Linked DNA regions of Mus musculus: regions 1, 2, 3, 4, 5 and 7 are each linked to region 6. The links are chromatin contacts, called in public HiChIP or PLAC-seq and promoter capture Hi-C maps. All regions are on one chromosome and are shown on one strand. Each heading gives the region's core, a stretch centred on a gene start, on an enhancer-like site or on the middle of the called end of the contact. The rest is flanking DNA. Distances are from core to core; before and after follow the strand shown.

The links. Promoter capture Hi-C pulls out the DNA fragments that hold promoters and counts their contacts. HiChIP or PLAC-seq counts read pairs in DNA pulled down with a chosen protein or histone mark.
Region 1: an H3K4me3 HiChIP or PLAC-seq map of craniofacial prominence shows a contact between it and region 6, with 4 times the contacts expected there. The contact joins the enhancer-like site here to the promoter of Ulk1 in region 6. A contact is called at or near these places in 5 of 39 promoter capture datasets (the 3T3-L1 cell line, the HPC-7 cell line, frontonasal cranial neural crest and 2 more), 5 of 484 Hi-C or Micro-C datasets (bone marrow-derived macrophages, cortical neurons, differentiating embryonic stem cells and 2 more), 16 of 115 datasets of contacts at active chromatin or transcription factors (VIP interneurons, craniofacial prominence, embryonic basal ganglia and 9 more) and 2 of 9 other capture datasets (embryonic stem cells and liver).
Region 2: an H3K4me3 HiChIP or PLAC-seq map of forebrain shows a contact between it and region 6, with 11 times the contacts expected there. The contact joins the enhancer-like site here to the promoter of Ulk1 in region 6. A contact is called at or near these places in 11 of 39 promoter capture datasets (the 3T3-L1 cell line, 3T3-L1-derived adipocytes, the C10 cell line and 8 more), 1 of 484 Hi-C or Micro-C datasets (nephron progenitors), 11 of 115 datasets of contacts at active chromatin or transcription factors (craniofacial prominence, embryonic basal ganglia, embryonic forebrain and 6 more) and 1 of 9 other capture datasets (adipose tissue).
Region 3: a contact with region 6 is called in an H3K4me3 HiChIP or PLAC-seq map of forebrain, with 9 times the contacts expected there. The contact joins the enhancer-like site here to the promoter of Ulk1 in region 6. A contact is called at or near these places in 16 of 39 promoter capture datasets (the 3T3-L1 cell line, 3T3-L1-derived adipocytes, the C10 cell line and 12 more), 14 of 484 Hi-C or Micro-C datasets (the G1E-ER4 cell line, the Patski cell line, bone marrow-derived macrophages and 9 more), 17 of 115 datasets of contacts at active chromatin or transcription factors (VIP interneurons, craniofacial prominence, embryonic basal ganglia and 11 more) and 3 of 9 other capture datasets (adipose tissue, embryonic stem cells and liver).
Region 4: a contact with region 6 is called in an H3K4me3 HiChIP or PLAC-seq map of embryonic forebrain, with 4 times the contacts expected there. The contact joins the enhancer-like site here to the promoter of Ulk1 in region 6. A contact is called at or near these places in 12 of 39 promoter capture datasets (the 3T3-L1 cell line, 3T3-L1-derived adipocytes, the HPC-7 cell line and 8 more), 11 of 115 datasets of contacts at active chromatin or transcription factors (T-cell acute lymphoblastic leukemia, craniofacial prominence, embryonic basal ganglia and 7 more) and 1 of 9 other capture datasets (liver).
Region 5: a contact with region 6 is called in an H3K4me3 HiChIP or PLAC-seq map of embryonic basal ganglia, with 5 times the contacts expected there. The contact joins the enhancer-like site here to the promoter of Ulk1 in region 6. A contact is called at or near these places in 9 of 39 promoter capture datasets (the 3T3-L1 cell line, 3T3-L1-derived adipocytes, the HPC-7 cell line and 6 more), 2 of 484 Hi-C or Micro-C datasets (cranial neural crest and nephron progenitors), 8 of 115 datasets of contacts at active chromatin or transcription factors (craniofacial prominence, embryonic basal ganglia, embryonic forebrain and 4 more) and 3 of 9 other capture datasets (adipose tissue, embryonic stem cells and liver).
Region 7: a contact with region 6 is called in a promoter capture Hi-C map of stem cell-derived epiblast-like cells, with 4 times the contacts expected there. The contact joins the promoter of Lrcol1 here to the promoter of Ulk1 in region 6. A contact is called at or near these places in 3 of 39 promoter capture datasets (cranial neural crest, embryonic stem cells and stem cell-derived epiblast-like cells) and 2 of 115 datasets of contacts at active chromatin or transcription factors (both in embryonic stem cells).

What each region holds. Positions count from the first base shown.
Region 1 is chr5:111,241,672-111,244,879 of GRCm38.p6, forward strand. All of the region lies in intron 12 of Ttc28 (tetratricopeptide repeat domain 28), which reads left to right. Among named protein-coding and RNA genes, the nearest start is that of Gm35628, 8.5 kb to the left of the region's middle. Within about 2 kb of position 1,955, at least 15 of the 459 cell types and tissues checked have an H3K27ac peak or open chromatin away from gene starts, as enhancers often do. A contact at or near this core is called in craniofacial prominence, where this site is marked.
Region 2 is chr5:111,288,513-111,291,896 of GRCm38.p6, forward strand. It overlaps Ttc28 (tetratricopeptide repeat domain 28), which reads left to right. Exons shown (of 23, transcript NM_001267622.1): 23 at 1-1,268. Among named protein-coding and RNA genes, the nearest start is that of Pitpnb, 40 kb to the right of the region's middle. Within about 2 kb of position 2,014, at least 41 of the 459 cell types and tissues checked have an H3K27ac peak or open chromatin away from gene starts, as enhancers often do. A contact at or near this core is called in 3T3-L1-derived adipocytes, forebrain and hippocampal neurons, where this site is marked.
Region 3 is chr5:111,261,405-111,264,597 of GRCm38.p6, forward strand. The region is part of intron 12 of Ttc28 (tetratricopeptide repeat domain 28); the gene reads left to right. Among named protein-coding and RNA genes, the nearest start is that of Gm35628, 28 kb to the left of the region's middle. Within about 2 kb of position 1,592, at least 126 of the 459 cell types and tissues checked have an H3K27ac peak or open chromatin away from gene starts, as enhancers often do. A contact at or near this core is called in the HPC-7 cell line, adipose tissue, cortical neurons and 9 more, where this site is marked.
Region 4 is chr5:111,198,290-111,201,715 of GRCm38.p6, forward strand. The region is part of intron 6 of Ttc28 (tetratricopeptide repeat domain 28); the gene reads left to right. Among named protein-coding and RNA genes, the nearest start is that of Gm35628, 35 kb to the right of the region's middle. Within about 2 kb of position 2,107, at least 84 of the 459 cell types and tissues checked have an H3K27ac peak or open chromatin away from gene starts, as enhancers often do. A contact at or near this core is called in T-cell acute lymphoblastic leukemia, embryonic forebrain, forebrain and 1 more, where this site is marked.
Region 5 is chr5:111,219,735-111,222,924 of GRCm38.p6, forward strand. The region is part of intron 6 of Ttc28 (tetratricopeptide repeat domain 28); the gene reads left to right. Among named protein-coding and RNA genes, the nearest start is that of Gm35628, 13 kb to the right of the region's middle. Within about 2 kb of position 1,262, at least 91 of the 459 cell types and tissues checked have an H3K27ac peak or open chromatin away from gene starts, as enhancers often do. A contact at or near this core is called in embryonic basal ganglia, embryonic forebrain, neural stem cells and 1 more, where this site is marked.
Region 6 is chr5:110,808,632-110,811,815 of GRCm38.p6, forward strand. It overlaps Ulk1 (unc-51 like kinase 1), which reads right to left and starts at 1,450. Exons shown (of 28, transcript NM_009469.3): 1 at 983-1,450; 2 at 496-588; 3 at 374-415. The coding sequence starts at 1,093.
Region 7 is chr5:110,343,220-110,346,626 of GRCm38.p6, forward strand. Lrcol1 (leucine rich colipase-like 1) reads left to right here and starts at 1,511. Exons shown (of 6, transcript NM_001310709.1): 1 at 1,511-1,610. It also overlaps a transcript of P2rx2 not described here.

The sequences.
Region 1 (3,208 bases), core at 705-3,204, 430 kb after region 6:
TATTTGATTTCTTCTCCTTCCATCATGGGATCCCCTGCATTCTACACTGTATGGCATGGTCTTTTCTATAAAACTTTTGCACTTGACGGAGGCAGGAAAGCTTACACAGGTAAGCTAGGCTTGCTGAAGCAGAGGGTGCCTGCAGGGTCTAACCCATACCTACACCTGCCTCCATCCCAGACAGGTTTAGCATAACATAGCATATGTATGGTAAAATACACTCCCTGGTCTAGACCGATGAGGCCGAGCCAGCCACCCTCACTGCCGATTCTCACTGAAAGTTGGAGACCACCTTCCTCCATGGAGGTGAGGTGGAGAAACAAAGCCAGACCCTAATCCACTTGAAGCCATCGCTTCCTCCTTTTGTCCCTCTCCTGTTGTTGCCTTGGACACCACAGCCAGGTATAGAACTCAGGAGATCTGAGGGGTTATTGCAGAAAAGACTGCATTCGGTGTGAGCACGTTTTCTGTGTGGATTTCCTACCTCTGTTTTCTTCTCTCAGACCTGTTTGTGTCCATTCTGGGTACTCTGTGAGTTTGATTAGTAATGTCTGGCTCCTCTGTGGGGCTTCAAAGCCCACTGAGAGTACAGACTGGTTTGGCCACTTTCCCCAAGGTGGCACCCGGATCACAGTCACTCTGAATATTCCCTGACTGGGACCATGCCTCCCCCTGCCCCACACAGGGTACCCCGTACCCCCACGTCAGTACTGTGTTGTCATAATGCATTAAATCCAAGGGCGGGAAAGATTCTCAGCCATTGTCTAAAGTGCCCGGCTACAGATATGAAAAATCATCATCTCCAAAGAAAGATAGCTGCAGACGGCACAGACCGAAAAAGGAGGAGGGGGTGTCCGTGTCCGCTCAATGTCCTGGTTTCACAATGGCTGTCATGCATTTTTCTTCTGGGGTAATTTTTTTTTTTTTTTGTATTTTTTCTTCCTGCCTGCTGCTGCTTGCCTTGATTCAATGTTGAGTTTTAACCCCTAGAGATAAAAAAGCAGGTTGTCAGTGAATGGTGACTTTGAACTACAGGGGTCTTGAATGTAGAATGGCTGTCTTCAAAGGACACAGAGTTAGAGTTGGGAGAGTGGGGAAAGCTGCATGTGTAGCTGTCTTTGGAAGCACAAGGATGGCCCTCTTGCTCATCCTGTAGTACTAACACTCAGCGTCAATCTCACTGCACAGGAGGTAGCAGCGGTAACCGGCCACTCCGGGGTTTCCGGCTGGACCACGCATGTGTGTGCAGCTAATGTTTGTGTTTGGCCTCTTCCTCTCCAATGAGACCTATCTTTTCTTCCTCCTGGCTAAAGAGGAGAGAAATTGCCTCTTTGAGGCCTCTTCTGTCCACCCACAGGTGCCTGAACCTGCTCAGCGTGGCTGCATCCCCAGGCTTCCAACTGAAGCTCAACATGGCTTGGGGAGTTGCCCACGGCCCCCAGGTACCTGAATCATGACCTAGACTTGAAATGTGGCCTTCAGTGAAGGCTCTCAAAGTTGGGTGCTGGCAGCCATCTAGGGTTGGGGAGCCACATGCTCACATTGCTGAGAGGAAGAAGGGAGCCAAGCACAAGGCCTCCGTGATCATCTTCCCAGAGGCTGCTGTCCTTTTGCAAACTGTGGTAGACTTTTATTTTCCTCTTCTGAAGCGTGCATTTGTTCTACTGGGTATTGGTTAGTCTCACTGATCTTAGGAGTGCAGCAGACGAAAACACAGTGTGCAAGATGGGAAAACAGAGAGAGCCTGTTACCGAGCAGGCTGACACCTCTGTTGATTAAAGTATCTTAGGACAACAAATCTGAGAACGGGAGAATGGCTCTTCTCGTTGAGAAGCAAAAGTTCTTTGGTTTGAAAAATTATTTTCAAAAACTGAATGTATTGCCCTAGGTCTTCTCTGAGAAGCCCAGCCTTCCTCCAGCATCACCGGCTCCGTTTCCGACACGGGCAGGCTCTGTCAGTCTTGCACGCAGCTCCCCTGTGTGATTGCCTCGGCAATTTCTGCTCAGCCCTGAAACAGGCTTGGCTCCGTGGCATATTTGAAAGACAGAAGCAATTTTAAAGCAGTGGAGACTTGAAGCCCTTGTGGATCAGAGGAGGGGTGGAGAGCAAAGTGTGTGGGGCACAGAGCAGAGCAGGGTCCCCTTCACGGTGCCAGAGCAGCTGGTTTTAATCACTGCAGCCTCAAAGACTGAGGGGTCATCTGGGGTCAGAGGCAGGGTGCCGACTACGGGATTGCTCCCGTCAGGATGATCTACCAAGACTCTTCAGATCTCTGATGTGATAGTTTTCCTGCCTTTGAGAACTTCCTAGTGTTGCCCGGGGCTGACAGCAGTGTTAACAGAGATGGAACTGGAGCTGCCAGGACACTGCAACACCAAGTCTCACTCATCGAGAGCAAGCAGAAGCGCTTTGTGGCTTGAATAAGAAATCTATGCCCCACGGGCTCCTGGACCCCAAATAGGTTGCATTGTTTTAGAAGGTGGTGAGAACTTTAAGGAGGTATAGTCTCACTGGAGGGAGTAGGCAACTGGGGGTGCGCCTTGAGGTCACGGAGTCTGGCCCCACTTTCTGTCCACTCTGTGCTTCTTGATTGCAGACACAATGTGACTGGTGACCTCATGCTTGTCACCACAGGCCCCACTGTGCCAGAATAAATTCTCCCTCTCTTAGTTAAGTTGCATTTGTCAGACATTCGGTCCCAGAAACATGAAAATTAGCATCCGATCAGGCAGCAGAGATGAGATAAACGAGGGGGGCTCTAGTGAGTGCAGCCTTGGGGACTTGCGTGAGAAAACAGCATGGGCAGTTTTGGAAGAACTCTCCCAGTGGGGTGACTGCGCATTCCTGTTGGCCAGGTGCTGTTGGGCCACAGGGGACCAAAGGGGATACAGAATCCCTGTCCTTGTGCACACAGGTCAGAGGTTACAAGGGAATGAACTTCACAGAGCTCGACTGTTTGGTGAATGACAGGCATCAAACTGGCCCGCCTCCCCTTCTCTAAATAGTCCCTGTTCAGTATTCCAGAGCACAGAAGATACTGAAATCAGTCTACCAGACCATTATCTGTACACACACACACACACACACACACACACACACACACACACACACACACTCACACACACTCACACTCACAGACTCACACTCACATCCACACACATGCACGCGCACACATACAAACTCATACTCACATTCATACACAGACAC
Region 2 (3,384 bases), core at 764-3,263, 480 kb after region 6:
TGCAGACCCAAGTCATCGTTTATGCCAGTCTTGGCAACGACTCCACGCATGTGAAATAAAAGTCAAATGAAGTTCTCAGCTACGTCGCAAAGCGGACACTTCAAATCACGAGACTGTATGACCAGAGTTCTGTATGGGTCAGGGTTTGGCGACCGTGACCCACAGCTAAGGCTGGTGAATGAGTTTGAAGTTCTATTTGTTTGTCTTGGCAGTAAGTCAGCAATGGATTTTACCTTTTAAAATGGTTAATGAGTACAGCAGAAATCCTGATTTTTGCCTCTTGGTTCACAAAGCCTGAAGTCACCTGTTACCCAGCCTCTTAAAAGAAAGGTTGGCAACTCCTGATACACATAACTGAAAAAAAAAAAAAAGGCCAGGAAGTATTCAAGGAAGCAGGGGAGACCGACTGGCCCATTGGGCCCAAAGCCTCAGCGAGGCCTCACACTTGGTGGAGGTGGCTCCGACCTAGCTCTTGGCTCTTCAAGCCAACAGATCTGAGTCAAAGTTACAAAATCGGTCTCTGTTTCCCCTTTGCTGGTAGTAGAGAGACATCCCCTTAAGCTCAGGAAATTTAAAAAAAAAAAAGTTTTTAATACATTTTTTCCTTAAATGTTCTACCCTGCCCTACCAGACAAAGATATGCTCCAGACCAGCAGAAGCCTCCTCTGGGAGCCTGGTGGGACCACACAGCAAGGCCGTAGGCTGCCCCAGTTTTCACCAGCAATGACTCCTAACTGCAAACACACCCAAGAAAATCACCCACCAAAACTTACACATTGTTTCTGCACCAGTGCACAGGTCTCACCTTCCTCCCCCTTTAAAAAAGAAAGAAAGAAAGAAAAATCAGTCCACACTGATCAGTGGGTCACTGGTGAGGTGCTGCCGGGCACAGTGGTCCTCAGCACCTTGCAAACGGGCAAATGGCAACAGTGCAGCTTCCCCTCACACACTGTACTCCTGGCTTGTGAACTGGGCCTGTTTGTAGAGGATCCTAGAGACGTCCATGCCAGCACTCACCCACCCACCCTCCCCGTTGTCCTGGGCACCTCCCTACTTGGCATTCACTCTCCTTATATGCATTGTTAGCCACCTTTGGCCTACATGGACTCTTTTTTGTAAATTACACAATTTCCAGACAGCATTAAACTTTTTATATTATGAAATTTTGCCATGTAAAAAGAACTCCATATTTTTATTGAGGCTGCAGGGCGCTTGGCCCTTCCTTTGTGATTCAGTGTCTATTAAAGCATGAGCCTGTCAGTTTTAAATGCTGTCTCCGAGTCTCTTTCTATCCCTTTCCCACAATTCCAGAGTGACCATGTTTACAAATGAGCACACACCTGAGTGCACCGTAGGAAGAGAGAAAGGGGCACTTGCACCTGGTACTCTAGCCATACACAGGACCTTAGATGGTCAGCACTGTGGCTCTTGTAGACTCACGGTGGAGAGCCAATGATGTCTACTGTTGAACGGCTACGTGGGAGGGAAAACACATCAAACAGATTTTAGCCACCCGGGAACCCCCCCCCCCCGCCCGCCTCCTCCAAGAAACTTTCAAGGAACCTTTTCAGGGAGAAAACCATCCTTTGTGTGGAGAGGCACAAAGCTAGCGAGTCGGACAGCGAGGTGCGGGAGCTGTCTCCACTGGGTGACAGCGAAAATATTAAGCAGCAATGTATAAAACATTGCTGTCCTGCCCGTGCCGTTTGCAAGGCTCACTGCAGCACAGCCCCAGATGGCTCATAACTGAGGGTGGAAAAACTCCAGCAAAAAGAAACAGCAGGGAAAACTGGCCCTGCTGCCTCACGATGGGCGTAGCAGAAAGGCAAAAACGTTGACAACGAAGCCTTCAAAACTCACATAGAGAAGACAGACAATCCAGTACTGAGAAATGTCCCATCATAAAGGGAGACTTCATCCCATAACCCTACACAGCCAAAATACCAGGGTATGTGGTAGGTTATACAATCCAGCGAATGGGAAACCTGCTGTGAGCAGTGAAGCCACGCTCCTCATGTGCACGTGGAGGGTGTTCATGAACACAGCACACATGCAGACCACACGCTCACTCCCAGACAGTAGCAGAGAGCACCAGTCCCCACCACAATGGTCACAGTGTGCCGCGCTACTCATCACAAAGGGGCACGTACGCACTGTGGCTCCTCAATTCCAAGTGCATTCATTCCCTGACACAGAAGTAATCAATACAAAAATACAGGCTGGGTCGAGTTGTGAGAGCACTGTTCTAGAAAGTGTGAGGCTCCTGGTCGCACCCCCAGAACCACCAGGAGAAAGCACACACCACAATGTCCATGGATACCTCCAGCCACCCTGAGCTTGCTTCAGTGTCTCTTAAGTATATAGCCTTTTTCTAGACTTCTGGAAGCTGACACAGTGGACCCCAATAAAACAAAAACACTGAAGACAGCAAGCATCTTGGGCTCCCTGAACTCAAGTGCCTGTCTCCATACTTAAGCCAGGCACATCCTCCTGTAAGCCTTACTCGGGGCGGGTAACTGCCGATGACCCACTGGCCTGAGAACCTGCTATGGTAGTTGCTGAGCTGTGTAGTCAGGGAGTAGGGACGGCATAGGGGGCATCTAGACACATGTTCCCAAAACTTAATTCATGATTGGTTGAACCCATAGATGAGGAACCCACAGGTAGGGTACAGAACACCAGCTGTGAGTAAAGTCCTAAGAATAAAACTGGGCTGGCCATAGTGGTGCATGCCCCAGAACTTGGAAGGCAGACATAGGCAGATCTCTGCGTTCGAGGCCAGCCTGGGGCATAACAGAAAGGGAGTTCAGGGACATAACAGAAAAACCCTGTCTTTAAAAACAACAACTGTAATTCCACAAAATAAGTGGAATATAGGGGCTTAAATTTTTTCTTATACTGGAGCTGGAGAGTGGCTCAGTGGTTAAGAGCACTCATTGCTCTTCAAAAGGTCCTGAGTTCAATTCCCAGCACCCACATGGCAGCTCACAACTATCTGATGCCATCTTCTGTTGTGCAGATGTACATGCAAAGTACCCATACATACATACATGAATCCTTTTTAAAAGTTCTATATGTAATTGCAAGAATCCACAACCCCGGAGGAGGCTGCAGCTCTAAGCTGCGAGCGACATGGGTCAACTCTGGGCACAAGAAGTTGGGAAGGCAAGTCGGGAAATCAGAGGAGACACTCAGACAGGCAAGGCTGAATCAAGAAAGCAGCAGAGGCTGCAGCTCAGAACAGCTCGGGCTGTCAGAAGCACAGGGCTGATGGGATGGGCAGGAGGGGCGCTGTAACCAGAGATACGTCAGAAGCCATACGAGGAGCACGCATGCCCAGAAATGCTCATGTGCATTGAACATGAGACACTGCATAGGAGAAAC
Region 3 (3,193 bases), core at 342-2,841, 450 kb after region 6:
AGTGCCATCTCTGGGCTGGTAGTCTTGGTTCTATAAGAGAGCAGGCTGAGCAAGCCAGGGGAAGCAAGCCAGTAAAGAACATCCCTCCATGGCCTCTGTATCAGCTCCTGCTTCCTGACCTGCTTGAATTCCAGTCCTGACTCTCTTTGGTGATAACAGCAATGTGGAGCTGAATAAACCCTTTCCTCCCCAACTTGCTTCTTGGTCATGATGTTTTGTCCAGGAATAAAAACCCTGACTAAGACCCCTGGCAAAGTGGCTTCCAGGACTCTGGTTGCAGTGGCTCCTTGGAGGTACCTTGCAGTCACTGAGCCTGGTAGTCACCTCTGCTCCTCTCAGCCTTTCTCAGCCTCTGGTGCTGGAGACATTTCCCCTGGCCTTGATGGGTGGCTGTGTGGGACTGAGACTGAGCAGAACCACACTGGGTCTCTAGGAAGTGCTCTGTCCTCCCTGATCCCAGTCACCACAGGGGGTGGGGCCCTCATTGGCCTGGCCTCTGGTGAGCAGAGGTGAGTGGACTGGGAGTGGACTCTGTAGGGTCGAGGTCAGGGTGCCCCTCCTATTCCCAGAGGGGTAAGGCAGTGACAGGCTGTAGCACTCGTGTGTCTTTGTTCCCTCCTCTTTGGCCACAAACTCCACTAACAGGGACTAGAAGTCCAAGACAATACTCAAAGCCTTTTCCTGTAATTGCCTATAAGGGAAGAGGTCCAGTTCCATGACTTTCTGTGTTGACATTTCATTTTCTGTATACATGGCTCAGGCACACATGCACACACAGCATGCATGCACATGTGCACACACACACACACACACACACACGCACACACACACAGGATATCAATGCATGCTTGCTCTATGGGCGTGGGGCAGGGCCTCTGAGTCTTCCCTTGCCCACATCTGTCAGTGGTAAATGATTACCACAGGAAAACATAGCAGATTAAGTGACTGCACTGTTTCTTATGGCTTTCGGCATTTGCACCAAGGGATGCATGCACTGCGAGAATCGATAAAATCTCCAGAAAGGACTTGTAGTGACACACGGTAACAAGTGTCACATGCACAGTGTGCCTTCTGCTGCAGACTCTCACATACGCTCCCGTATGGCACTCAGAACAGTCCCTGAGTGAAGCAGCAGATGTGCACCGAAGTGCGTGTGCCTCCGATTCCTGCACGACCCTTGCAGGAACAACCGGAGTGGGAAGGAAACATGTCCCTTCAGGGCCCTTCACACCTGCCAAGTGCTGTGTACCACTGCCCATCCCTACTCCTCTCCTGCAGGTGACTAGCCTGGTTCACCTGCAGGGAGGAGGGTCTGCTGGTCTTAGGTCCCAGGAACATATCTGGAAGGGTGTGATTCCACCCCATCACCCAGGTGTTCCCACAGGGACTGCACTGGGCTCTGTCCACGTCACACATCAACTCAGAGGATGCATAAGACGTATTTCAGGGGGAGTGCCATTGACTATACACTCCCAGCAAAGACCTAAAAACGAGACACCAAGAAATGAGGCTTCCGCTCAATTACAGCTTTGTGTTCCCTGCTGGCTGACTGTGGAGCTGACAGGAAACAAGCCTCAGCCGTTTGATCACTGTATTTACTGAAAGCAGAAAAGCTAGGCCAAGACCGTGAGCTCCTCCCCTCAGCACTGGAGTTCAGACCAGATCACTCCAGGCCACGGAGACAGACTTCACAGAGCTCTGGGCTTCAAGTGATTTTCTCTCAAAAGCACTTGGAAGGCCATTTTTATTCTTTTATCAGCGTGACAGTCAAGGGGCAAGTCAGGATGTGGGGGGAGGAGTGTGGAGGGAGCCGAAGGGAGGAGGGAGAGGGGGAGGAGTGTGGAGGGAGCCGAGGGGAGGAGGGAGAGAGGGGAGGAGGTGAAGAGAGGGAGGGAGAGAAAAACAAGGGAAGAGAATGTGAACGAGAACACAGTCTCCTGTCAGGTAAATGTAATAATCCACTTTCAGACATCCAGGTTTCTGGCATCATTTAGAGATAACACTAAAGTAACTGGGTTTTGGCTTTATGGAGGACAGCCATTTCTCGAGTGACTCGAAGCAGAAGCCTTTCCCAGGAGACTCAGGGAGGGGAAGCACATTAGTGACTGGATTGCTGAGGAGGGCCAGGCTGTGAACAAGGAGGGTTTGACATCAGAGTCTGTGGCCACTGTGCAGTGCATGGCTACGAGGTCTGGGGTGTGTGACATCAGCTAAGGAGAGAGCAGCCTGGGCAGGAGTCCCTGCATCTATTTCTGTGCACACTCAAGCGCCTCTCTCTTGACCGTCTCTGGTCTCAATGGTGTCATAGCAACAGGCTGTACTACTGCTAGTTTGGTGCAGCAAGGGCACAGAGGTCTCTGGGGACACTGCCCCTCCTTACCAGTCCTCTCCAAGGCTTAAACAGAAGAGGGGCTTTCTAGTAAGGTTAAGGGGCTCAACGAACTGCAGCTTAGCCTTGTAATGTAAGAGGAAAGCTGGGACCCCTGGGCTATGCGGGCAAGGCTACCCATTACTGTTCTAGAGCAGGAAGATGGCCACCTTCTGTGTTTGTGTTTATACACAGTCTAAAGCCAGCCTCAGGTAACCACATCCCCTGGGTGTGGACGCTAAAAGGAACGTAGCTATCTATGATGGGGTGCCTCCTGCACTGACCCTTCCCCCTCTCCAGCAAGATGTCCTGCCGAGACAGCCCATGCAGTGGGATGTCCCTACCAAAGTGAAGGCCAGACCCTTCCCATCTTATAGGTCAGCTAGAATTAACTGTGAAATAGCAGAGGGGCTGCCTGAGGGAGCACACCTGATGCCCAGCTTCCTACACGTTCTCAAGAGCATCCCCCCCCCAAGAAACGTGCAAGGCATTTGGTCCTGAGGACAGGCAGGGGTCTCGGAGGCACTGAACTTGTGCGGTGATAGCAGAGAGCTCCCTCAGTGGGAAGGAGAGCTTTGCTTTGAAAGAACCACCCTTCTGTGACCATGGGGCTTGAGGCCAGGAGCTTGCCTCTCCACCCTGAGCACAGGGCCTGAGGACCAGTCTCTTGCGGCCATCTCCAGCTCAGGATTGGAAGTCGCTCTTCAGCAAGCAACTGCTCATTGGTACAAGAGAAGCTTTGAGGCGGGGACTCAAGATGAGTTAGCAAGAGATGCTGGGATGTAAACAGGGCCATGCCAGTGCCGAGCTCCTGCCCGGCTGATG
Region 4 (3,426 bases), core at 857-3,356, 390 kb after region 6:
CATCCTTCCTTGTGGAGTGAAAAGCCTTCCTTATTCTTTTATTGCCCTGAAGCCAGAAAAACTGGCTTAGAAGCATCTGTTTTCCTCTACCTGTCAACCATTGTGCTCATGGCCCTCATGAAGTATTCTAGTTCTCTGCTGGCTCCATCATGCATTCTGATTCGGTGGTGTGTGCCTTAAGCTTGTTGGTGTCCTCTTCAGGCACTGCTAATGCTTGGTCCCAAATGAGTGTGTACGATAGTTTGCCTGCTGTTCCCATCACAGAACACCACCGACGATGTAAGTTATATATCATCCAAGTTGGTGTAGCTCATTGTTGTGGAGACTGGGAAGTCTAAAATCAAGGGAATAAGTCTGACGAGGGCCTCCCTAGTTGTGTCCTAAGATGGCAGAGAATGGCTGGACCAAGGAAGAGAGAGCACGCCCTGCAGCCTGCCTCCTCACCACCACTCCATGAGCTAATCAAGTTGAAGGCATCATCCCTCAGGCCTTCCCTGCGGCAAATAAACTTCAGTGTGTGCTCACAGAGGACTGCAAAGCCATGGCAGTGTCTGTCTGTCTGTCTGAATGGGGCAGAGGTGATAGGACCCAAGCATGCTGGGAAAGGCCAGATGTTAACCAATCCTAATCGCACACTTCTGGAAGCCACGCATGCTGGGAAACTCTGAGCATTAACTCACCCAATCACACGCACCCTTTCCCTCTTTCTTGCTCACTGAGCTCAGGCCTGTACCTCATTCTCCAGCTCAGCTTCCGTCCTGCTGGGGATCCCAGAGCCTAAAAGGCTCATGCTGGGTAACAGCAACAATTCCCAGACACTGCTGTGGACCCTGACCTTGCCTTTGGTGTAAACAGCCCCCACACTACTTCCAACTACAAAAGGCTCCAATGCCACCGCTTGCTCCATGGTCAGAGAATGTATATGAAGCTGACCTTGACTCCTAAATTTTTGTTAAGTTTTAAGATTATATATGTATGTACATCTGCATGGGGTATATGCAGGTGAGTACAGGTGTCCCTGAGGTCAGAGGTGTCAGGTCCCCTGGAGCCGGAGGTCATGGCAGAAATGAGGGGCTTCTTCAAGAACAGAACTCTGTCTTAATACTGGAACCATCTCTCTAGCCCAAACCTTTTCTTTATTTCAATTTTTTTATTTGTACGTATGCTGTATTGTGTTGAGTGTGTGCAGTGCATACAATATATTGTGCGGTGCATCACAACTATGTAGTATATCATATGTTGCATACGTGTGGTATATTATATGGTATGGGGACAGTATATAGGCATATACACGTTCAGGTGTGTGTATACAAACACACACAGAGACCCGAGAAGGACGTCAGGTGTCCTGTAACTGTCCATTTGACTTCCTTGAGGTGGGGTCTCGCTGAGCCTGGAGCGAGGCCTGTGACCAGCAAGCTCTAGTAATTCACCATAGCTCCCTCTCGCAGTGTGGGCGGACTCACAGGTGTGTGCAGCCACAATGCATTTTTCATGGGGTCTGGGGATTTGAACTCCGATCCTCATGCCTGCATAGAAAGTGCCCTTACCCACGGAGGCATCTACCCAACCTCAAACCTTTGAAATGAGCTAGAAATACAGTGAGCTTGGGAAATAGTTAAAGCATCAGGCAGCAACTGGATTTTATCGTACCATTTTAATTTTATTCCTTCAGTTAGTAGTGCTAAATTAAGCAGATTTTTCTCCTCCCTTTACACAGTCCCTTGCCCTACAGCTGTATAAGACAGTCTGATTAGCAAGGTAACTAAATAATATATTAACCTTTTGGATCTTGATCCAAGAAGTTCTCAAAGCGTGGGTACAATGGGACCTTTGTGCAAGTTTGAAGAGTGCTAATATTTATGACTCTGGACAAGAAAATCACTAGGATAGCACACTGCTCCTTCCTTTCAGTACATGAACTTAATGGCCTGTTCCTCCTGTGTTTAACATCCAGCCTCAGGAAACTGGTGCTGGCTCTGCTTTTTGAGGTATTCAAATAACAGTTTCCACAAAGGGGAAATGAAAAGGCCTTTGAGGAAGCTCCACACACCTTTGAAGTGGCTCGGAATAAAGACTTGACACTTACCAAGTGCCTGGGTGTGCCTGGTGTAGCTTCTCACGCAGTGTTCATTATTGCGTTGAAAACACACACAGGCTTGTTACCATCAGGAACAGGAGCCTCAAAGACCGGGGGGGGGGGGGGGGGCGTCGTCGGGGTCCCATAGAGAGCATGGGGAAGAGCGGCAGCTGTCTAAAGCCAGAGCTGGAGCTCACTGAGCCTCCCTGAAGAAACAGCTAAGCTCTTAAGAGAGCTCAACTGGCGTGCCGGAGGAATGCGGACAGTGAGGCACAGCTACCAGGAAACCCAGAAAAGGAGTTCATTTTCTGTGGCACGGCTTCCCATGGTCCTCACTGTCATCTCCACCTCACAGGTGGTGTGCCTGCCCACCCACCAGGAGATCCTGCCGGACCTCACAGTGCAACCACCTCACACACTCACACACACACACACACACACACATGCACACGCACACGCACATGAGTGAAATTGACAGAGACTCCATGTTTAAGATTCTTTGCAGCATAATTGTTAATTTCATGGTGACTTCAAAAAGTCACTTTTCCAGAGGCTCCTCCTGAGGCAGAGTATGCACCCCCAGAACTGGAGGAAAGCCAGGAGGCGACTTTTAGTCACTAGTGCTGACTCAGCGTGTCCCCACTTGACTTCCAGGCATCTCAGGCTGCCGCTCGGTGGCTTGGGTGTGCAGAGATGCTGCCCTCCCCGTCCTGCTGGAGAGCTGGTTGCCCTGGGGGAGGGAGCACTTTCATTTGCCAGGGAAAATTTCACTGGTGCCACTCAGAACGTCTCCAAAAGCAGTTAAAAAGTGGGACAAGGGCTCTGCCATGTGCCCAGCGCCTGTGAAACAGGCCCTCATCAGAACAGCCCCTGTGGCAGAGCTTAACGGGCTACATTCTTAAGCCAGATTGGCAGAGTTGGCCACTTACTGGAAGCAACGGCAGTCAGTAATTGCATTTCCCTGGTTCAGATGGTATGTTCTAGCAAATCCATTATGGGACACTGAATAAGACAAAGACAGCTTATAACTCGGCCCAGCTGCTGGGGGTGCTCTGGGGGGACCCATAATCTGCTCTGCGACTCGGTAAAACTAGTGAAGCCTCACAATAAGGAGACCTGGAGTTCAACCAGAAATTCCAGACTGTCGCCTTAGCAAAACAGATGGTGGCCCCCAGGTCGTGGCTCCGTCAGGCGAGCTGGCACTGTCTGCCTCACAGCTCTGGTACTTCTCATGTGCCTGATGAAGAGAGGCATCCACATTGCCTTTGTGCCCACGGAGAACCCACGAAATCCTGTCTGTGATGCAGGGCCCGTGGCGTGACGCTGAACTCTGTACTAAGCCCTTC
Region 5 (3,190 bases), core at 12-2,511, 410 kb after region 6:
AAGGCTAAAGGTCACGGCCGTGAGCTAACGTAGGACACAGTACTGGTTATCCCGTGTGAAATCTGCATGCAGTGTCTTGTGGTAGGCACGAGACCTGGTAACCTGGAGAGCCTAGCGACCAGCCTAGCGATCACTTCCTCTTCCGAGATCCCCAAAATGGGAAAATGTGCTTAGGCCTGCAGCAGGCCTTGATTACTCTAAAGAGCCTCCTGATCCAAAGGGGGCCACACAGAGCACACAGTGCCAACGTGCCTGCCTCGCTTTATTATTTAACTGTTAGCAGACTAGTGTAACAACTCCCGTGCCCGTGCTGATGGCCTGATTTTCCTCATCTTGTTTCCTCTATTTGCTTAAACACCCCAAGTCTCCCCCAATACCTAGGATATGTCAAACAGCGGGGACACTGGAGCTGTTTCATCTGTGGACAGTCCCACCGAGGAGGACCTTACTCAGCCTGACTGCTGTGCCAGGTCCCGCTCTGTCTGGAGGCAGGTAGACTAGTACAGCCAAGGGGACAGGGGTCCATGAATTCTGCTGGCCGCTCCCCTCTCCTCCCTGAGACTCACAACCTTCACAGGGTGAGCCTGGGGTGGCGAACGTGTCTTTCCTGTTCCCCAGACCTCGAGTTTCCCACGCGGATGGCCGAACTCTTGTCTGCTTGAAGGCAGAGGAAAGAGCAGGTCAGCTCTAAAATCCCAGCTAGGCACTGGTAGCAATCAATATGAAGTATGACTGGTCTCTGTGCTGTGTGCATAAGAACTGAGGCCCTGGTCCCAGCGAGCTCAAATGAGAAGCCACCAGCATTCCCTGCTCAACTGGCAGGGGTGCCATCTTAGTGGAAATATTCTCTGTCTGGTCTGACCCAGTCCCACTGAGTGTGCTAAGCATGCCCTCGTGGCCCTTGCCACAGCCTTTGAAGTAGACATTAGTATTCCCACACAGAAAGCCCATGGCGGAGACCCACAGTGACCATGTATACATCCTAACCACGTGTCCTCTCCCACAGCCCTGGTGAGGGCCCAGCTTTGTGAGGCCTGTCTGTCCCACTAATCTTCATTTAATTCCCTCCCCGCAGCCTATTGTCACGGAGGGCATCCCTGCTGACAGCCCCTCTGTACCTCCTCATCTGAGTGGCATCCAAGAAAGGGCAGGAGGAGCCGCACATTAGCCCCTCAGCGTGAGCGCAGCCATTCTGTGCTGCTCTCCGGATGCTCTTATGTGGCTTCAACAAAGAGAACAGCTGCCAAGAGGCCACACTGTCCCCACAGAACGAACGCCCCAGGCTGGCAGCTGCCTGAATCCGCCAAGGGAGACACCAGCCAGTGGAGGGAGAGGGCAGCTCAGCCAGGCCAGCCCTGCTTTTCTCTGTGTGTGTGTGGAAGCTGTAATTTTGAAAGCCCTCCTCTGGTTCTCTGTGGGCCAGTGGAAGATAAGGAAGCAGCAGCAGCTGTCTGGAGACCAGATCGGTTTGCTATAACCAGCAGGCAGCTTCCCTCACAAATCATTGCAACCCCGGGCAGCCATTTCTATCCTGACTGCTTGCTGCTCCCAGCCCAGACCCTTAGGCCAGAGTAAGAGAAAGAAACTCTCCTGCCGCCGCCTTGTGCATTAGCCACACCGTCTTGGGTGTTATTCACAAAGCAAGATACACAGGTTGCTTATTGCTTTTCTTCCTTTCTTTGTCTGTTTTTGAGAGTCTCCTGTTGCCCAGGCTGGCCTCAAACTTACAACCCTCCTGCCTATACCTCTTGGGTGCTGGGATTACAGGCATGCCCCACTATGGCCAGCACTCCATGTCTCTGGGATGATTATAATCTGACCTTATTGTTTTTAAAGGGGGTGGGGAAAGACTTTTGATTTTAAAACAAAAACAAGAAAGACCTCAGACTCATTACAGGTCTGTCTGTCTGTCTATCTCCAGGACACTCAACTGAGTAGGGTGGAGGTGTGCCTGTAAAACACGACTTTAGACTTTGTCTAAAGCTGGATGTTTTCCTGAGGCTGGGGTTCTAGGGAAATGGGGTTTAGCTTTTCCCACAGGAGGGTAGCAGTAGCAAGGCCTTGTGTTGGCAGATAGGGAGAGCTACACTCTCAGTCTTTCCTCCTCTTATATCCCAACCAGCAAGCGATCATATAGGTGCCTAAAATGTTGCAGTAGACTCCAGAGGCTATTCAGAGATCACTGAGGGCAGAGGTATCATAGGAGGTGGGGCAGGAGCAAGGCCAGGCAGGGCTTGCACTCACAGCGATCCTTGGTTGGGCAGATCCTCTGACCCATTTTAGAAAGGAGAAAGGAAGTATATGATTCATTTTGTACAAGGATGGTTGAAACCATGACACCTGAAGGCAGTTTAGGAGGACTGGCTCAAGGCAGGTCTTTAACCGCAGTGTCCCCATATTCCCACCACTAAAGGGCCTACTACACTGAAGGGACATTTCCTAGTTCTCCAACCCTGCCAGGCTCTGGAAACTGTGCCCCTTCGAAGAGAAAGCTGGCGACATTCTCAGCTCCATGACTGGACACAACCCCAGGAATGTCACTTGTCCTGTGCGGTCAGAGTTCTGACCCCTCGCATGCACACTTGGCCGCTTTGTCTGTCCAGTTGATGACTGCGGGTCAGAGCAGAGCCCACCCGACTGCACGCCACGATGCTTCTACGGTCCTTGCTTCCATGTACACACAACAGCTGGCGTGTCCACCAGTTTGGGGGCATCATCAGTACAGGGGGCGCTCCAAGTTTTTACTTGCTAATTTAGTGTGGGTAAAATGGTTCTTCAGGGTTGGTTTATTTTGCATCTCATTGATTATTAAAGGAAACTAGTGCCCCCCACTCCTCTCTTGTGTCTCTCCAGCTGAGTTGTCTGCTGACATTTATTATTCTTTGACTATTTGAGTACATTGAGATCTTGATTTTTTTTTTCTTTTTAAGCCAACAGTGAATTTTTACAACAAATTTTCACAGCAGCTGCTACAATTTTTCCTATGTTTTCACATATTTTCTAGTGTGTTGTGTTTGCCCTTTAATTTTGTGTGTTTATTTGTAAAACATTCTCATTTTTTTGTCATCAAATCTGTTGGGTTTCCCTGGTAGTTTGAAATGTGGAAAGCCATCCTCCCTCTGCAGCACTGACAGAGCTTGACCCCTTCTCAGCTTCAGACCCTCCCTCTGCAGCACCAACAGTGCTTGGC
Region 6 (3,184 bases), core at 200-2,699:
GCACCAGGGTACGCTGAACCCAAACAATGTAAACCAGGCAATCGCCAGAGATTCAACATTAGTGTTGATGGCCGCCTTCCTTCCCATGCAGGCAACATATAAGCTAGAGAGGTCCCCAGAACCTAGGAAAAGCCAGGAAAAACTTGGACCAGAGATGAGGTCTCCCTGGCCCTAAGTGGCCTCACAGTAGGACAAGCGTGAGACAAGGCATTCAGAACCCAGCTCCTTTCACCTAAACCAAATACTAATCTAAAGCCATCATCTGCCCTCAGGGGGGCTCCAGCCCCAGGCAACCTAGGTCCTGAAGCAACAGTGGATGGGACAAGGGCAAGAATAGATTTACCCCTCCCCCAAGCCCAACGCTGAGCCTTACCTGGAAGTCATACAGCGCCACGATGTTTTCGTGCTTTAGTTCCTAGGACACAAATCCAAGTTTCTCATGAGCAAGAAAAGAGCTGACCCACCCTCTCCCCCTCCCCCGAGGCGCTGGCTCACCTTCAGGATTTTGATTTCCTTTCCCAGCAGTGTTTGGGACTTGGCAAGGTTCTTCTTGTTAATGCATTTGACGGCCACCTCCAGGTCGTGCTTCTGAAAAGCCAAACGTGAACCTTCAGGGTTGAAAACAACCCCCCCTCCTGCTCCCCACCAAGCAGGGAACACAGAGATGGCTTAGGGTGGCTGTCCCAAGGGTCTTGGAATGGGAGGCTGCCAGAGGCAGACAGATAGTGAGTGTCTGTCAGCCGGCCTGGAATTTAAGTCCCAGGATGGAGTCCCAGGTTAGGTTCTCAGAACTGGTCTGACTTCGGGGCTAGGTAGGGAATCCTGTGCTGGCTGGCGTCTCCAGTTTTCTGGAGCTAGAGTAGCAGGTGGGTTTCCCGGGCTGGGGGGTCCTTAATTGGGTCCCTCTACGGATTACCGGAGGTAAGGTGTCCCTTGGGCTGGGAGTCCGGGATTGCGAGGCCTCCGCGGGAGCCTCACCCACCTCGCGGTGTCGACCCTTGAAGACCACCGCGAAGGCGCCGTGTCCAATCAGGTCCTTGCGAGAGAACTCGAACTTGCCCACGGTCTCGACGCCGCCGCGGCCCGGCTCCATAGCGCGCGCGGGCCGGGGGCGCGAGCCCGGGCTCGGGCCCCGGGGCGGCGCTACGGGGTGCGCTGGGCTCAGGCGGAGGCCGGCGGGCCGCGTACGCGGGGACGGAGGCGCGGGCTCATCGCCAGGGCCCCGTGCCCCATCGGGCAGGCCTGAGCCGGGTCCCAGTCCCACAGGCCGGCGGACGGAGGGGCGCGCTCCCTCGGCGTCCTCCTCGGTACCCTCCCGGCGCTGACAGTCGGGACCCGGTCCGACTCGGGACTCAGCTCTGACACACTCCAGCTCCAAGTCCGGGCCTGACTGACGATGCGGCTCGGAGCCCCGCAGGGAAACAAAAGATCCGCGGCACCCGGGCCTCGGAGCCCGAGGTGCCGGCGCAGCCGCACTGCGTGGAGGCGGGACGATGGGCGGGGCCTGCGGAGCTCAAGACCTCTTAGGCGGCGGAGCTGGCAATGGGCGGGTCCGAAATGAAGGACACCTCGTGGGTGGTAAGGCGGGGCGGGGCTTAGTTTGGGTGGTGCCTCGATGGGCCCAGCCCTATACTGGGCGGGACTTGAGAGAGGAGGCAGGATATGGGCGGGGCCGGAGCAGACTGGGCATGTCAATGTCAGAACTATCTCTGGTTGTGGCTCCTCGCTCTGCCCTAGGCATTTTTTTATTTACTTATTTTATTCATATGTATATGTGTGTGCCTACAGGAGTTTATATGCACCGTGTATGTGTATATAAACACGTGAAACATTCATATTAAACATGTATGTGTCGGGTCCTGGAATTGGAGTTTCAGGCAGTAATGAGCTGCCATGTGGAAACTGGTAACCAAACCAGGAGAGCAGTAGATGCTCTTAATAGCTGAGCCATCTCTCCAGCTCTGCCCTACGTACTTCCTACCACTTGTTTTGTTTTGTTTTGTTTTGTTTGTGCTTTCTTTTGGAGAAGTCGAGATAGGATTTCTTTGTGTATCCCTGCCTGTCCTGGAACTCACTCAGTAGAACTGGCTGGCTTCAGACTCAGAGATCTGCCTGCCTCTGCCTCCTGAGAACTGGGGATTGAAAGTTTTTTAACTGAGTCTTCTCACATTGTAGGCCCGACTGGTCTCGAACTTGCTTTGTCTCTTTGTAGATCGTGCTGACCTCAAACTCACAGATATCCCTCAGCCTCTTCCTCCTGAGTATTGGAATTAAAGGCAGGTGCCACCACATCCATTTTCTCTCTTTTATTACATTTGCTTATTCTGTATGTGGGGACGGAGACTTGAGAACATGGTCATGTGAAGGTCAGAGGAAAATGTAAAAGATGTTTCTGTCTACTTTGTGACTCTTAACATTAAATTCAGGTTGTCAAACTTGGCAACAAGGTCTTTTATCCTTGGAGCCATCTCACCGAAGGCATCAGTTTTCCTTCATTTATTATTTTACTTAACTTTTGTTGTTAGAGGGGAAGTTTGAGGCAGGGTTTCCTGTAGTCCAGGCTATCCCAGAGCTCATCACATAGAATAGCCGTGAGCTGCTGATTCTCCTGCAAATGCTGGGATTATTTATAGCATGGGCATTTGGTTTGCCTCAGGTGTTTTTCTTGCCTGTCTGGTCACATGGGAACTGCATGGGCATGTTGGAGCACTTGATGTATACAAACATTGTCATTTGGGGAGGGGTATATTGCCATGTTGACCCAATGCCAAATCAAAGGCTCTGTGTGTGTGTGTGTGTGTGTGTGTGTGTGTGTGTGTGTGTGTGTTGTCGCACATACCCATTCTGAGTCTCACCATATGAAGGATGACATGGGCATGTTTGAGCTCATGATACTTATGACCACAGTCATTTGGGGAGGAGGTGTGCAATGTGGGCAATTTTGTTCACATGCCATTTTTGAGCCCAATAACACAGGGAAATGTGTGAGCATGTGTGCACACATGCCCTATTTCAATCTGGTCCTAGATTATTCACCCTCAAGCCATTTCCTAGCCCACTCGCATACCATGGGGGTGGGGAATGTCCATTGTTGTGTTTTATAAAAAAAGAAAAGAAAAGGAAAAAGGAAACCAGGGAGCCAGGGATATGTCTAGTAGAGGCATGGTATGATGAGGTGGAAGGG
Region 7 (3,407 bases), core at 261-2,760, 470 kb before region 6:
GAGAAGCTCCACACTGGGCGCTTTCCTCATCACTCAGAGGATCAGGGGCTGACGGCAGGCACCCCAGGTTTCTCATAGCAGACACACAAGGGCGCAGCCCCAACCCTCATTTCTCCAAGGAACTGCCCAGCATTGGGATGTTAATTCCGCTTCCCCCTCCAACCCCCCCACACCCCTTGCAAACCGAAATTGTTTGCTGGTAACTGATCAGGTCTCTCCTGCGCCCAGGTTATTTGAAGCAAATACCAAACATCTTAATATGTCTCAGCGAGATGATTTTAAGCTGTCTTTTATGGAAATAAAATGCATTTAGCGTATGAACAACCCAATGAGTGTAGTACATGCTGCTGTACGTTGTGCAGTCCCCTTCATTGGACAACACAAAACCCGTTCTCCCACCTCAGAACAAACCCCTGTCCATAAAGCCGCCATTCCTGTTCCCACAGTAGTCTTCATGTCTCAAAAAGGTTTTTATTTGAAATACGATACCTACGTCTGGCTTTATCGTGTTTTCAAGATCCACCCACATCTTTGCTAATACTTCAAAGTAAGACCAGAGCAAATCCATCCTTGGCAAACCTGGACATCTCTTTGCTGTTGCTAATAGTACAGCTAAATTGCATATTTGAACTGTTTGATTAAATCTGACCAGTGCCTAGGGAGCAACGGCAATCTAATTTAGAACAACTGAATGCATAATTTTAGGGAATATTTTGTAACAAAAGACTGGGTCTTGGCCCATCTCAGACGCCAGTTGTCCAGATCCCTTCCAGACAGGACCTCCCCACCCGAAATCACCAAGCTGATCACATCCTTCCTGTTTTCCACCAAGGACCTTCATGGATCCTGGTGCCATTCTTTGTGAGTCCTTCTTTCTTAGAAAAGTCCTGCTTTAATTTGCCTGAGGCTGAGCATGCTTATACAAAACCAGTAATCCCACCACTTGAGAGGTGGAGACAGGAGGATTGTAAGTAGTCAGTCCTAGTCAATCATTAAAGAGCTAACAAGGAGAGCTGCTGGAGCTAGGTGGTGGAACACTTGTCTAGTACTTGTGAGGCCCTGGGTTAAGTCTCCACGCCCCCCACCCAGGGGCAAAAATCTCAAGTGAACGAACAGCCCACACACTATAGAACAGACAGAAGGATTGATAAATGAGAACAAACTGAGACTATTATCAGGGGGCAGAGTCAGCACCAGACATGAGCACCTGACTTAGGAGTGGAGAAAGGGAACTCTGGGTGCCTAAGGAGTTGTGGTCCTAGGGCGGGGTGGGGGGTGGGGAGGACAGTGGGGAGGGGGCACAAAGAGTGGGTGTCCTACACTGCTGGGTAGGGGTTTGTTTGGCTATTGGTAGCTGGTCTTGATTTGGAACAGAAGCAAAAAGCAGGAAAGCAGGTAAAGTATGGTGGGAGGCCATGTCCACGGAATCTCTACATTCTGTGCAGAGGGCGGGGCAGGAAGTGGAGTGGAGTTGAGTTACTGCTCAGAGACTTGAGGCCAAGTACCCTTGGCTAACCTGTAACCCTCTACTTCAAGGCTGACGTCTGCTTGGAAACTGCAGTTTGGCTGCTCTCGCTGCACAGAGGAGCAAGTGGACCTGAGGCAAGGAGGTAGGGCCACTGGGAACTCAGCAGTTCCAAAAACTACCTTTCTACTCCCAGGAATAACTCAGATTGTTCCTGTCCTGTGGTACCTGGCAGGAAACAGGAGAAAGATAGTCTAGTTTCTGGGTCTACCCAGCGGTTGCAATCATCCCTCTTTCCCCTCAAAACAGAGTGAAAAGTTCATTGTAAAATGGCTTCTTCTGAGACGGTGCACACCCTGGAAAACTCCTGCTTTGTACAATATGAAATAACTTAGAGAAGGGTGTAGCCTGATCTCAATAGCCCTCCGTGCCCAACAGAGCACATCTTCCCATTAAACAGTGCCTTTCTAGGCCCTGACACCACTCTTCCATCTGTCTCCGTGGACCTGATGATTCCCAGGCCCTTATGTAAGTGGCGTTCAACAGTATTTGGCCTTTTGTGACTAGCTGATTTATTTAACACGGTGCGCTCAGGGCTTTCCTGTGCAGTAGTCCTTTATGAACAGTGGTGATCTGTGACCCTTTTATACTGGGCTTCTCATGGGCAATAGCAGAGTGCTCTTGGGCTGTGTGAGGTATATCCTGTCCAACTTGGAAACAGGACCTTGTCAGGACTTAAAGGGAAGGTTGCGGCTTAAAAACAAAAATCGCTTCCTGGTTTCAAACACAAGAAGAACACGGCAAGTTTGAAATTCAAAAGCGTTCAGGTTGTGGCTCAATTGATGACATATGAAGCCTATTTAGCTATATGGAAAGAACACTGGCTGAGTTTGTACAATAGCTGTGGATCTGCTCCTTTGACTGGGACAGTGCTATGTGCCCTTGAGTTCCTGGTGGCAAGGGGCATCTAGGACCTTTGACTTGCTGTGAAGGAAACAAGAGTAGATTCTTTCCACCCTTAGCAATCGGTCCCATTCCTGCGGCTGGTACAGTCAACCACAGGCAGTGACTGGGAAAAGGAGAAGAAGGAGGTCCGTGGTCAGCATGGGGAACTCAGGGTGTCTCCCATTACCAATGAGAAGTACAATTGGTCTTGAATTGGAAAAGTAAATAAAAGCCAGGGGAGCTGAGGACAGAGAACTGGCTCAGCAGCTAGCAGCACTTACTGCTTTTCTAGAGAACCCGGTTTAGTTCCCAGCATCCACATGGTGGCTCACAATCACTTATATATAGCTCTAGTTTCGGGCATGTATGTGGTGCAGGCAAAACAAACACATCTATAAAAATAAAAATAAACAAAAATTTAAAAAACAAAGGCATGGAGGCAGAGATCTGATGGAAGATCCGCACTCTAGAACAGACAGAGGAAGTCTGTGGTTGGCTCCCCAAGGACGCCTCAAACTGTGGCTCTATGTTTTGTTGTCGTTGCTTATTTGTATGTATTTGTATGTGTGTGTACTTTCATGTGTGTGCTTGCCTTGTCTGTATCTTCTGCTGCATTGAAATGGATTCACTCATTAGCCTAGCTCTTATCAATTAGGCTTGTCTGGCTAGCCAGAAGGCACCAAAGATCCTCCCCAATGCTGGTATGCCTACCACTACACCTGGCTTTATTTTTATTTATAATTTTTATTTTAAATGTATACATATATTTATGTGTGTGGGTGTTTTAAATTGCATGTATGTATGTGTACCATGTGCACGCCTATTGCCTACAGAGGCCAGAGTGGGCATAGAGTCCCCTGGAACTGAAATTACAGACAGTTGTGAGCCATCATGTGGGTGCTGGGAACTGAACTCATGTCTTCTGAAAAAGCAGCAAGTGCTCTTAACTGCCGAGCCATATCTCCAGCGCTCTCTTTTTATTATGTTTTATTTATTT